Regions from separate parts of the Oryctolagus cuniculus genome. Here all the other regions are linked to region 3. A link is a contact called in public Hi-C and Micro-C data. All regions are on one chromosome and are shown on one strand. The core of a region is the stretch at or near the end of the contact, and the rest is flanking DNA. Distances in the headings are between cores, read along the strand shown. Region 1 has its middle 46 kb from the start of DLX2. Region 2 has its middle 64 kb from the start of DLX2. Region 3 overlaps ITGA6 (integrin subunit alpha 6).

Region 1 (3,199 bases), core at 389-2,888, 290 kb before region 3:
TTCCATTTGCTGGTTTACTCCCCAAATGGCCCCAAGGACAGAGGCTATGCCAGGCCAAAGGCAGGAGCCAGGAGCTTCTTCTAGGTCTCCCATGCGTCTGGCAGTGGCTCAGGGACCTGAGTCATTTTTTCTTTCCCAGGCACATTAGCAGGGAGCTGGATTGGAAGTGGAGCAGCTGGAACATGAACCAGTGCCCAAATGGGATGCTGGTGCTGCAGGCAGAGGCTTAGCCTACTATGCCACAGCATATTTTCAAGTGGGCTCCAATTTCCCCAAACCCAGTCTGTGTCTTCAGGGAATTTTCCTTTGTAAAATGTGAGCTCACTGCATACGTGGTTGCCTGATATTCAGGTTACATGGCTGGGGGCTGGGCTTTGGCATAGTGGGTAAAGCCACCACCTGCAGTGCCAGCATCCCATATGGGCACCAGTGCATGTCCTGGCTGCTCCACTTCTGATCCAGCTCTCTGCTATGGCCTAGGAAAGCAGTAGAAAATGGCCCAAGTCCTTGGGTCCCAGTACCCATGTGCAAGACCCAGAAGAAGCTCCTGACTCCTGGCTTTAGATCGGCACAGCTCTGGCCGTTGTGGCCAACTGGAAAGTGAACCAGCAGATGGAAGACCTCTCTCTCTCTGCCTCTCCTTCTCTCTGTGTAACTCTGATTTTCAAATAAGTAAATAAATCTTTTTTTTTTTTTTAAGTTACATGTCTGTTTAAGATTTTATTTGAAAGGCATAGTGACAGGGAGAGACACACAGAGAGAACAAGATCTTCCATTCGCTGGTTCACTCTCCAAATGGCTGCAACAGCCAGGGCTGGGCCAGGGTGAAGCCAGGAGCCAGGAGCTCCTCTGGGTCTCCTGTATGGGTGGCAGGGGCCCTAGCAATTAGAACTCAACAGAGTTGGATGTGGCATGCCAGCAAGCCAAGGAAGGGGTGGTTTAACCCACTGCACCACCACGTGAGCCCACAGGTTATGTGGGTTTACTGTGGCCTCAAACTAATGTGCTAGGGGATTCCTTGAGAAACGGAGACCGGTGGTTCAAGGGCTCAGCATAATGAACGGTTACTTGGTGTTCAGGAATCCACTCAGGAGGCCAGTAAAATAGGGGAGTGTGGCTGCTGTGACTTGCCCCATGCTCCTAACCTCTGCAGGCTTTGTCTTTCCCCCTGTTCCTGTCACAGGTGAGGAGGGCTGGGCTTCAGTTCAGGGAGGTTGAGGGTCTGCTAGACAGGATGACGTGCAGATCCCGATCACAGCGGCCTGTGGTGAGAGCCGAGCCACAATCCCAGGGCAGCGGGCGGGCAGACAGGGCAGGCAGGCGCGGCCATTCCGCGGAGCCTGCCTCTACAACTGGCATCTATAGGCTTTACTCGGTTGGTACCCTTCTTCTTCAGCCAGAAACGTACAGCTCCTTTCTGGGACTGTAGCAAGGACCAGATGGCTGGGATTCTGAATCCCTCAACCACAAAGCTCCAGCACACTCATTTTCACCTGGATGAGCGTGGAGTAGCAAGGGCCGCCAGGTTTAGCAGCGTGGTCTCAGGGCACGCTGGAGGCAGGAGACTGCCCCGGCACGCACCTCTCCTGCAGCGCGGTGGCCGGGCAGGAGGCGGCGACTCTGCGGGGCCGGGTGCCGGCCTGCGGCCGCGCAGTTTCCCCGCGGCCCGCTGGGTCGCACTGTGGCCTTACGAATGCGCGCGGGGCGGAGCAGGGGCCGGCAGGCCGACCGAGGGCCATCTGCAGCTTTGCACCTGCCGGGCGGGCCCGCGCCACCCTGGGGGCAGGGAGCGAGTTCCGCGACTGAGCTCCCGGCCGCCCCTGGAGGAGAGAGGGCGTGCGTGCGGAGAGTGCTCCTGCCAAGCCTTCCTTGCCTCGTTTTTATTTTCTTTATATCTGCTCGACGTTGTACATTTCCTTCCACTGATTTCCCCCCGTCCTGCCTTTCTTCTTCCCCCAGAGTTTGACTCGCTCTTTGCTTGGGTGGGATGTGGGGACTCCTCCTGATACCGAAGCTCAAGGCGCCAGGGAATCCTCGCCCACTCCCCCCCCCCCCCCCCTGTCTTAAATGTTGACTTCATGTCTATTTTAAGCATTAGCAGGCCTTCCAAATGGAAAAATAATCCCTGCCCTTCTCTCCTGATTTCAGAGCGGGCAGATACTGCGAATACTTTGTTGTGATTCCTTACGGAACACAAGGACACAGCTACCTCCTAACATGCTGGGCGCACATCCCAGCTGCGTGGATGGGGCCGCCCCTGTCCCTTATCCTGTGTCCTGGACATGGTCGCAGGGCGGTGCGTGAGGATCCACGCGTTCCTTCAGAGTGACCGCCGGGCGTTCTGCTGTGCCAGCCCCTCCAGGTTATCACATCAGGTGTGTAGGGTACTGAGGTCACTTCCAGCCCTTTGATGTTAGAAGCAGTTCTGCACTGAGTATCTGCTGTGTGCATTTTGGATTACCTATGCAGCTGGGTCTACAGGGTGAATTTCTGGAGGTAGAATTGTCCCTTTGAAGATTATTTGCAGTTTTTTATTTTTCTAGATCTTGCCAATTAACCCTGAAAAGGTGGCCTCCATTCTCAGTCGTATTAACGACCGCAGGCCATTGCCCATCCTGATAACACTGAGGTATTTGTCCAGGAAGAGGTTAACAAATGAGATCTGCCTGAGCTAATTTGCAACTTTTAAGTTTTGAGTGAATTCTTTTTCACGTGAGTAAAAGCTGTTTGAATTCTAGGACTGGATGGTTTATGTGCTTTGCCTATTTCTACTGGATTGCTGGCATTTTCTCGTGAATCGCAATGCTCCCCACCCCCACCAAAGATTTGACATATTTATCAGCGAACCGACCCCCTGGTCACAGCCCCAGTCAAGCATGTCCAGCTGTGCAGACAGTGGCGACAGCTCCAGCTGGATGTGGTTAAGAAGACAGTGGCCTGATGCAGCGTATGTGTGTGTGCCATCCGTCTCCAGTCCAGTTCCTTGTAGAGCCAGCGTGGTCCTTCTCCAGTGTCTCCTCTTTGAGTTACACCTGATTCTATGACTGGTTTTCATCCAAATCCATGGGGGGCACGGAGTGACCGTGTGTTTGGGCCAGGAATCTCTTGGTTCTGAAAGTCTTGTGAGAAGACACGGTGAGGGTCAGGTGCACTCCGCACGATGGTGGGGAAAGAGGAGAAAGGCAAATGCTTGTTAAAT
Region 2 (3,185 bases), core at 317-2,816, 280 kb before region 3:
CAGGACACTCACACCACTCCTCCTGGGCGAGGCCAGCTCCCTGAAGCACTGCCTGGCTTCTGTGGCTCAGCTGCTGGGCGTGGATGTCTCTGGAATGTGCTGCTCCCACTGCTTAGCACGTGTGTGTAGGACTACCTGTGTGTCTGCACCTACAGTGATGGCTAAAGTAGCTCTAATGGTAGCCCAGGGCTCTCTGGTCCACACAGCCTCCCAACATCTTCTTTGTCTAATTTAGGGCCCCTTGGAAGCATCTCCACTGTATACTGCTCTTCTCTCCTGTATGTGGCTTGGGTTTCTCACTCTGAGCCCATCTGTCTATGTCTTTCAGGATGGCCACAGAGGTTGCCTTTCTTTGTACACCTTTACTGTTAAAAAAATTTTTTTTTTGCTTGTTTATTTGTTTGAAAGGCAGAGGAACAAACTGAGGGAGAGAGAGAAACAGACAGGGAGACTGATCTATCTGCTGATTCACTCCATAATGGCCACAGCAGTCAGGTTTGGGCCAGGCTGAAGCCAGGCGCTGGGAACGCCATAGAGGTCTCCTACATGGGTGGCAGGGGTCCAGGCACTTGGGCCATCTTGTGCTGCTTTCCCAGAGATACTAGCAGGGAGCTGGGTCAGAAATGTAGCATCTGGGACTCGAACCAGCACCCTGGTGTCTGAAGCAGCAGCTTAACCAGCTGTGCCACAGTGTCAGTCCCTCACCTTCACTGTTTCTGATTTATTTATTTAGAAATGATTTCTCGGGCCAGCACTGTGGCATAGAGGGTAAAGCCACCACCTACAATGCCAACATCCTGGATGGGCGCCAGTTCATGCCCCAGCTGCTCTACTTCCAATCCAGCTCCCTGCTAATGCACCTAAGAAAGCAGTGGAGGATGGCCCAAGTCTTTGGTCTCCTATACCCATGTGGGAGACCTGGATGAAGCTCCTGGTCCCTGGCCTCAGACAGGCCCAGCTCTGGCGATTGTGGCCATTTGGGGAGTGAACCAATGTGTGGAAGATCTCTCTCTCTCTCTCTCTCTCTCTCTCTCTCTCTCTCTAACTCTGCCTTTCAAATAAATAAGTAAATCTTTTAAAAAATTAGTTCTGTTACTTCTAATGGGATGGGGGAGGTTAGGCTGCTGCGTGTATTCTGTCTTCTCAGTTGTCTTTTGGGAAGTCATTTAGGATTTCCCTGTTTATGTAGGATTTAGAAAAACCACCAACTGATAACCAGAGCAGGAAGAAGCTCAATATTTGCCCTCGATATCTTTGCAAATGTTGGGATTCAAACCTGAATACAGAGAACACCTGCCTGTGGTCCATCGCCTGGAGTAAAATCCAGTCTCACACGGCCCCTCCTCGCTGAGGACAACTTTCTCTTAGAAGTTTTTCTTCAGGCTCCAGGCAGCTCTGTGGCTGGAGGACTGCTCAGGTTAGGGCCCTAGCCTGAGACAGCACCTCCTTGGCTGGGGGCAGTGTTTGAAAGCTTTGCAATTTCAGGGAGCGGTCTAGGTGGGGTCATGTTCCAACTACACCGCGCCTAACATTTTCCATGCATTCGCTGTGCGGATGGCTCCTGAGGCTGCCTGCAGTTCCCAGGGGTAGCCCAGGCCAGCAGAGCTGCCCTGCTGAGAAAGCCCTGACTCACCCAGCAGCCTCGGGCTGTGGTTTGCTCAGCTTTGTTTCTAGACCTCTGGGGCTGGCATTTCTGCGAAATCCTTCAAGTTCATTCCTGTTCCCTGGGCTCATCCCTTTACAAGTACTGGCTTGCCTTGCATGCCTAAAATGACGGAAGGACGCCGACCCCACAGGACAACTTGTCTGGGACTGTTTGCTGTGGGATCGCCCTGCATTCGTGTGTTGTCAGAGCCACATTTGTGCAATATTGTCATGAAGAGACTTTGTGGTTCTCTGTCTCATTTCCCCTGAGGACCTGAACATCAAATCTGCCATCTTGTGATTGTCCTATCTGGTATAAATGTTCCTCAGGCTTTTAATCTTGTCATAGAACAGAAGCACTCTGTATCCTGAGCCTAGGTAGAAATGTGGACTTTTATGGTGACTTGGGTGTAGATCTACGTACAAGCATTATGGGGTGAGGGTGAAGTGACAAGGCACAGAATTTAATGGGGGGGGGCACAAAACAAACTCAGTAATTGAGATGAATATTATTGTTATGCAGTAAAAATTAACAGCAAAATCTACAGTGAGCAAAATGTCAACAGTGTCTTCTTGCTGTCCCTGTTGGGGCGTGGCAGTCTGCCTTCTTAGAGTCAGGGCCACCTCCGGCTGTAGGAAGGTAGGACCCAGTGACTGCGCCTGAGGCAGGAGGACACTCTCCCTGGGTCCTTGCTGCTGCCATTGCACCCATGGGGCGCACAGATGTCCTGTCTTTCAGGGTTCGGTGCACTGAGCCTTCCCTGGATAGGTGAGAAGTAATTCAGTGACTCCCCTTTTCCTTCCATGGGGCACAGGTGAGTGGGTGTGGCCTCCACGGGCATCTGTGCCTGTGTCCATATTCTGTAGGGCTGGGTTTCCATGCAAAGAGGCCCTGCATGGTCTCTGAATCTGCAGCTAGAGGGTGAGTCTCGCATCGGATAAATTCATGGTCTCATCCAGGTTTATAAGAGTCCCAAGCTTGTCTCCCTTTGGGGGTCATCCTTTGGAAAAAACACAAATATGCAAGCAGGGGATGAAATGGAGGACTTTAGGAGAGGCCCCTTGCTAGCCAAGGGCCCTTGAGTTTCGTCAGCATCGTGGTGGAGTTGTCTCCAGTCTCCCCTTCATATTGCATTTTGCTTCTGCCCGTGCAGGAGCTCTCTCCGCAGTTGGCAGCAATAGCTGCCGCTAGACTTCAGGGCTGTGCCTTGTCTTTCAGCTCCACCCTTTCAGAAGCACCAGGTTTTCTCCTTTATGATACAGCGAAGTACTTGGGAATTAGTTCAAACTGGCTGAACTTGTATCCTGGCACTACCAACTAGTTGAGTGACTTGGTGAAATTAATTAGTCTTTTTGTCTTTCTTCCCTCTTCTGTCCTTACCTCATTGGGTTTTGTTGGGGGAAGGGGTGTGTGTGTGTGTGTGTGTGTGTGCGTGCGCGCGCACGCTTAGCACAAAGCCCGACACAGAGGAGGCCTTCAGTAAATAGTATTTCAGCCTGGATGGTTGGTTCAGAGCAACAGAAACTTAGTCTGGCTACCT
Region 3 (3,355 bases), core at 330-2,829:
GGCTTAAGCGGCTATGCCCCACAATGTGGGCTCCTAGAACTATTATTTTTATCTATTTATTTGTTAAACAGAGCAAGCTCCCACTCTCTGGCCCATTTCCCAAATTCCTGCAACAGCCAGGGTAAGGCCAAACTGAATTGTGGAACTCAGTCCAGGTCCCCGCTTGGCTGCAGGGACCTAAGTGCTTGAACCATCACTGCTGCTTCTGTGGGTGTGCATTATCAGGGAGCTGGGGTGGACAGCAGTGTCAGAACCTGAACCCAAGGGCTGGCGCTGTGGCATAGCAGGTAAAGCCACTGCCTGTGGTGCTAGCATCCCATGTGGATGCCGGTTCAAGTCCCGACTGCTCCACTTCCTATACAGCTCTCTGCTATCATCTGGGAAAACAGTAGAAGACCTGTACTCAATGGCTGGAAGACCTCTCTCTCTCTGCCTCTGCCTCTCTGTAACTCTGACTTTCAAATAAATAAATAAATCTTTAAAAAAAAAAAAAAGCACTGGGATATGGGATGTGAGCTGCTATTTTTGTTTTGTAAGCATTTATTTTATTTATTTGAAAGGCAGAGTTAGGGAGAGAGAGGGAGAGGGAGAGGGAGAGAGGGCTTCCATCTACTGGTTCACTCCCCAAAAGGCAACAAAGACCAGGGCTGGGCCAGACCCAAGCCAGGAGCCAGGAGTTTCTTCCGGGCCTCCCAGGTGGATGCAGGGGCCCAAACACTTGGGGTCATCTGCTTTCCCAGGCACATTAGCAGGGAGCTGGATCACAAGTGGTGCAGCCAGGACTCGAACCGGTGCTCATATGGAATGCTAGCATCTCAGGTGGCAGCTTTGCCCTGTATGTCATAAAGCTTACCCCTACTGCTTTTTTAAATATATGTTTATTTTCCTTTTACTTGAAAGGTAGAGAGAGAAAAAAAATTGATTGATCTTCCATCAGCCAGGGCTGGGCTAGGCCAAAACCAGGAGCCGGAGCCAGAACGCAATCTGGGTCTCTCACGTCTGTGGGTGGCAAGGCCCCAAGCACCCTACCTCCCAGGATGCATTAGCAGGAAACTCGATTGGAAGTGGAGCAGCCAGGATCCAAGGCAGGTGGGAGGCTGGTGTCCCACGTGCCACTTTAATCCACTGGACCCCAGTGCCTGTTCTGGGATGTGGGGTTGCTAAACTGCCAGGCCAATTGGCTGCCTGCCCCCTCCCCCACCAAAGTACTTTGTTATTATCATTATTATTTTAATATATATTTATTTAAAGGTAGAGAGAGATTTTTTTCATCCACTCGTTCATTCCCCAAGTGCTTGCAACAGTCGGGGCTGGGCCAGACTGAAGCCAGGAGCTCAGAACTCAATCTGATCTCCCATTTGGGTAGCAGGGACGCAAGTACTAAGGGCCAGGGTTCGTGTCTGCGGGAAGCTGGATCAGGAATAGAGAGCCGGGACAGGAACCAAGCGCTCCAGTGTGGGGTGTGGCCACTGAATCACTGCGCCAGAAGCCCCGCCCAGTATGCTTTGAAGAGGAGAGAGGCCTGGGCCCTGCCCGACTTATGCCCTGTGGCTCCTGAGCAGTGGAGTCTGCTTCCTCCTCTGTGCAGTTAGTGCGTGGCACCTCGCCCGCACTAGTTAAGGCTCCTGGGTTCAGGGCTCCGTTAGGAGGGTGGGTGGAGCGGGCCCCTCCTCCACCCCCCAGCAGCAAGGGCGCCGCCCTGCTCCCTGTGAGGCTGCATGTCAGGTCTCTGTCCTGGCGCATGCGGCTTCCTTCACGTGGAGGTGGGGGTCCTCGAGGTAGGGCCATGCCTGGCCACGTGCTCTGCTCCCTCCCGGCCATCGCTGGGCATCGTCCGGCTCCCCTGCCTGCTTTCCAAGTGCGCATGCCTCCTGTTGCACCAGCCGGGGATCCTCTGTGGGGATGAGTCCTCTCCTGCAGTCGCAGCTGGGGAGGAGCGGCTGGGGACTGCTGGGACCACGTGTGTCTACTTCACTTTTACACCTGCCAAGCGTGGGTTTCTGGGGCTAGGAGTGGCTTGTTTCCTGTGCTGGCAGTTTGTGGCTTTTGCTTATTCGTGTCCTCAGCCCCCTCCCCCAGCCCCAGCCTTGTTTCCCATCCTGTCAGCCCCGCCATTTCGGCCTGGCCAGACATGGGCGTTTCTTGTTAGTGAGGCAGCCCCCAAACATGATCAGCCTGGTTGAGTGAGGAGCCCAGCTGGAGGCAGGGCTCTTGAAAGAGCGCCCTCTGGTGTTGAAACAAACTGCAAGGATTGAGGATTTGGGTTCCCAACCTGCTTATTTAAGACAACACCGAGGGGGAGGGGGAGAGTGAGGGGGAGGGGGAGAGTGAGGGGGAGGGAAGATGCTTTGCGCCCATCACACAACTTGGGAACTGGGCTGGATGCAATGGAGGAGCTCGGATGCAAATGCCAAGATGTTAAAATTGCCTCAGAAAACCATCAAGCGGCATACCATAATATTTCTGTGTGTCAGTTATATCCCGCTAAAGCTGACACGGTGGGGAAGAATGAACTTGGAAAGAGGCCAAGGCTGCAAAAGAGGGTAATTCAGTACAGTTAGGTCTTAGGCAAAGGTCAGATCCCTTCCTCTTTTTTTTCCCAGAATAAAGCATTTTATGTTAGTTGTTTTTTAAAGACTTATTTTAAATTACATTTTTTCGTTGTAACTTGAAAGGCAGTGAGACAGAGATCTTCCATTTGCTGATTCACTCCCTAAATACCCTTGACGGCTGGAATCTGAGCAGGCAGAAGCCAGGAGCTTAGAACTCAACCGAGGTCTCCCACGTCGGTGGCAGGCAGGGACCTACGTACTCGAGCCGTCACCTGCTGCACCCCAGAGCGTGCATTAGCAGGACGCTGGAGTTGGAAGCAGACTGGGACTTGGCACAGACACTCCAGTTTAGGCGGCAGGCAGCCCCAGTGATGTCTTGGTTGCTGTGCAAAATCCCCATCCCCAAAGCTTAAGTGTGTGGCGGGAGAGAGGCTTCAAAATAGTCACAAAAAATTAATTCACATTAGCTTTTCATTTGATTTTTTTCCACAAACTTTCTGAAGCCCCTTCATATAGACCGAGGGTCTAAGATCCGGTCAGAAATGCCCTTGGGGAATCTCTCGGGGAGGCACACTGCTAGAAATGGACATTGTGTTGCCCGTCACATTTCGCTGACCGTTGTCCGGTCCAGGGTTGGAGGTGGTGGTTTCCTCTCTTGGGCTCTGTATGATGTCCTCGGCTTAGGCTTAGGGGCCCTGCGGTGTGAAGAGCATCTTTGAAGCCCTGAATCACGCCCCCCCCTCCCCAGGCGGCCGCGCCGACGCTGGGAGAGGTGGGCATTCCCTCCCTTCTTTCCCTCTGCC

What was found. A called contact is a pair of places that touch in the nucleus more often than the background predicts.
Region 1: a contact with region 3 is called in a Hi-C map of an unstated tissue, with 8 times the contacts expected there. The contact joins two enhancer-like sites. A contact is called at or near these places in 4 of 6 Hi-C or Micro-C datasets (ear pinna, embryonic fibroblasts, psoas muscle and 1 more).
Region 2: a contact with region 3 is called in a Micro-C map of ear pinna, with 5 times the contacts expected there. The contact joins two enhancer-like sites. A contact is called at or near these places in 2 of 6 Hi-C or Micro-C datasets (ear pinna and skin fibroblasts).

The regions. Positions count from the first base shown.
Region 1 is chr3:68,934,065-68,937,263 of mOryCun1.1, reverse strand. No RefSeq gene overlaps it. Among named protein-coding and RNA genes, the nearest start is that of DLX2, 46 kb to the left of the region's middle. Within about 2 kb of position 1,638, at least 4 of the 8 cell types and tissues checked have an H3K27ac peak or open chromatin away from gene starts, as enhancers often do.
Region 2 is chr3:68,916,227-68,919,411 of mOryCun1.1, reverse strand. No RefSeq gene overlaps it. Among named protein-coding and RNA genes, the nearest start is that of DLX2, 64 kb to the left of the region's middle. Within about 2 kb of position 1,566, at least 2 of the 8 cell types and tissues checked have an H3K27ac peak or open chromatin away from gene starts, as enhancers often do. A contact at or near this core is called in ear pinna, where this site is marked.
Region 3 is chr3:68,640,880-68,644,234 of mOryCun1.1, reverse strand. All of the region lies in intron 1 of ITGA6 (integrin subunit alpha 6), which reads left to right. Among named protein-coding and RNA genes, the nearest start is that of ITGA6, 37 kb to the left of the region's middle. Within about 2 kb of position 1,579, at least 2 of the 8 cell types and tissues checked have an H3K27ac peak or open chromatin away from gene starts, as enhancers often do. A contact at or near this core is called in ear pinna, where this site is marked.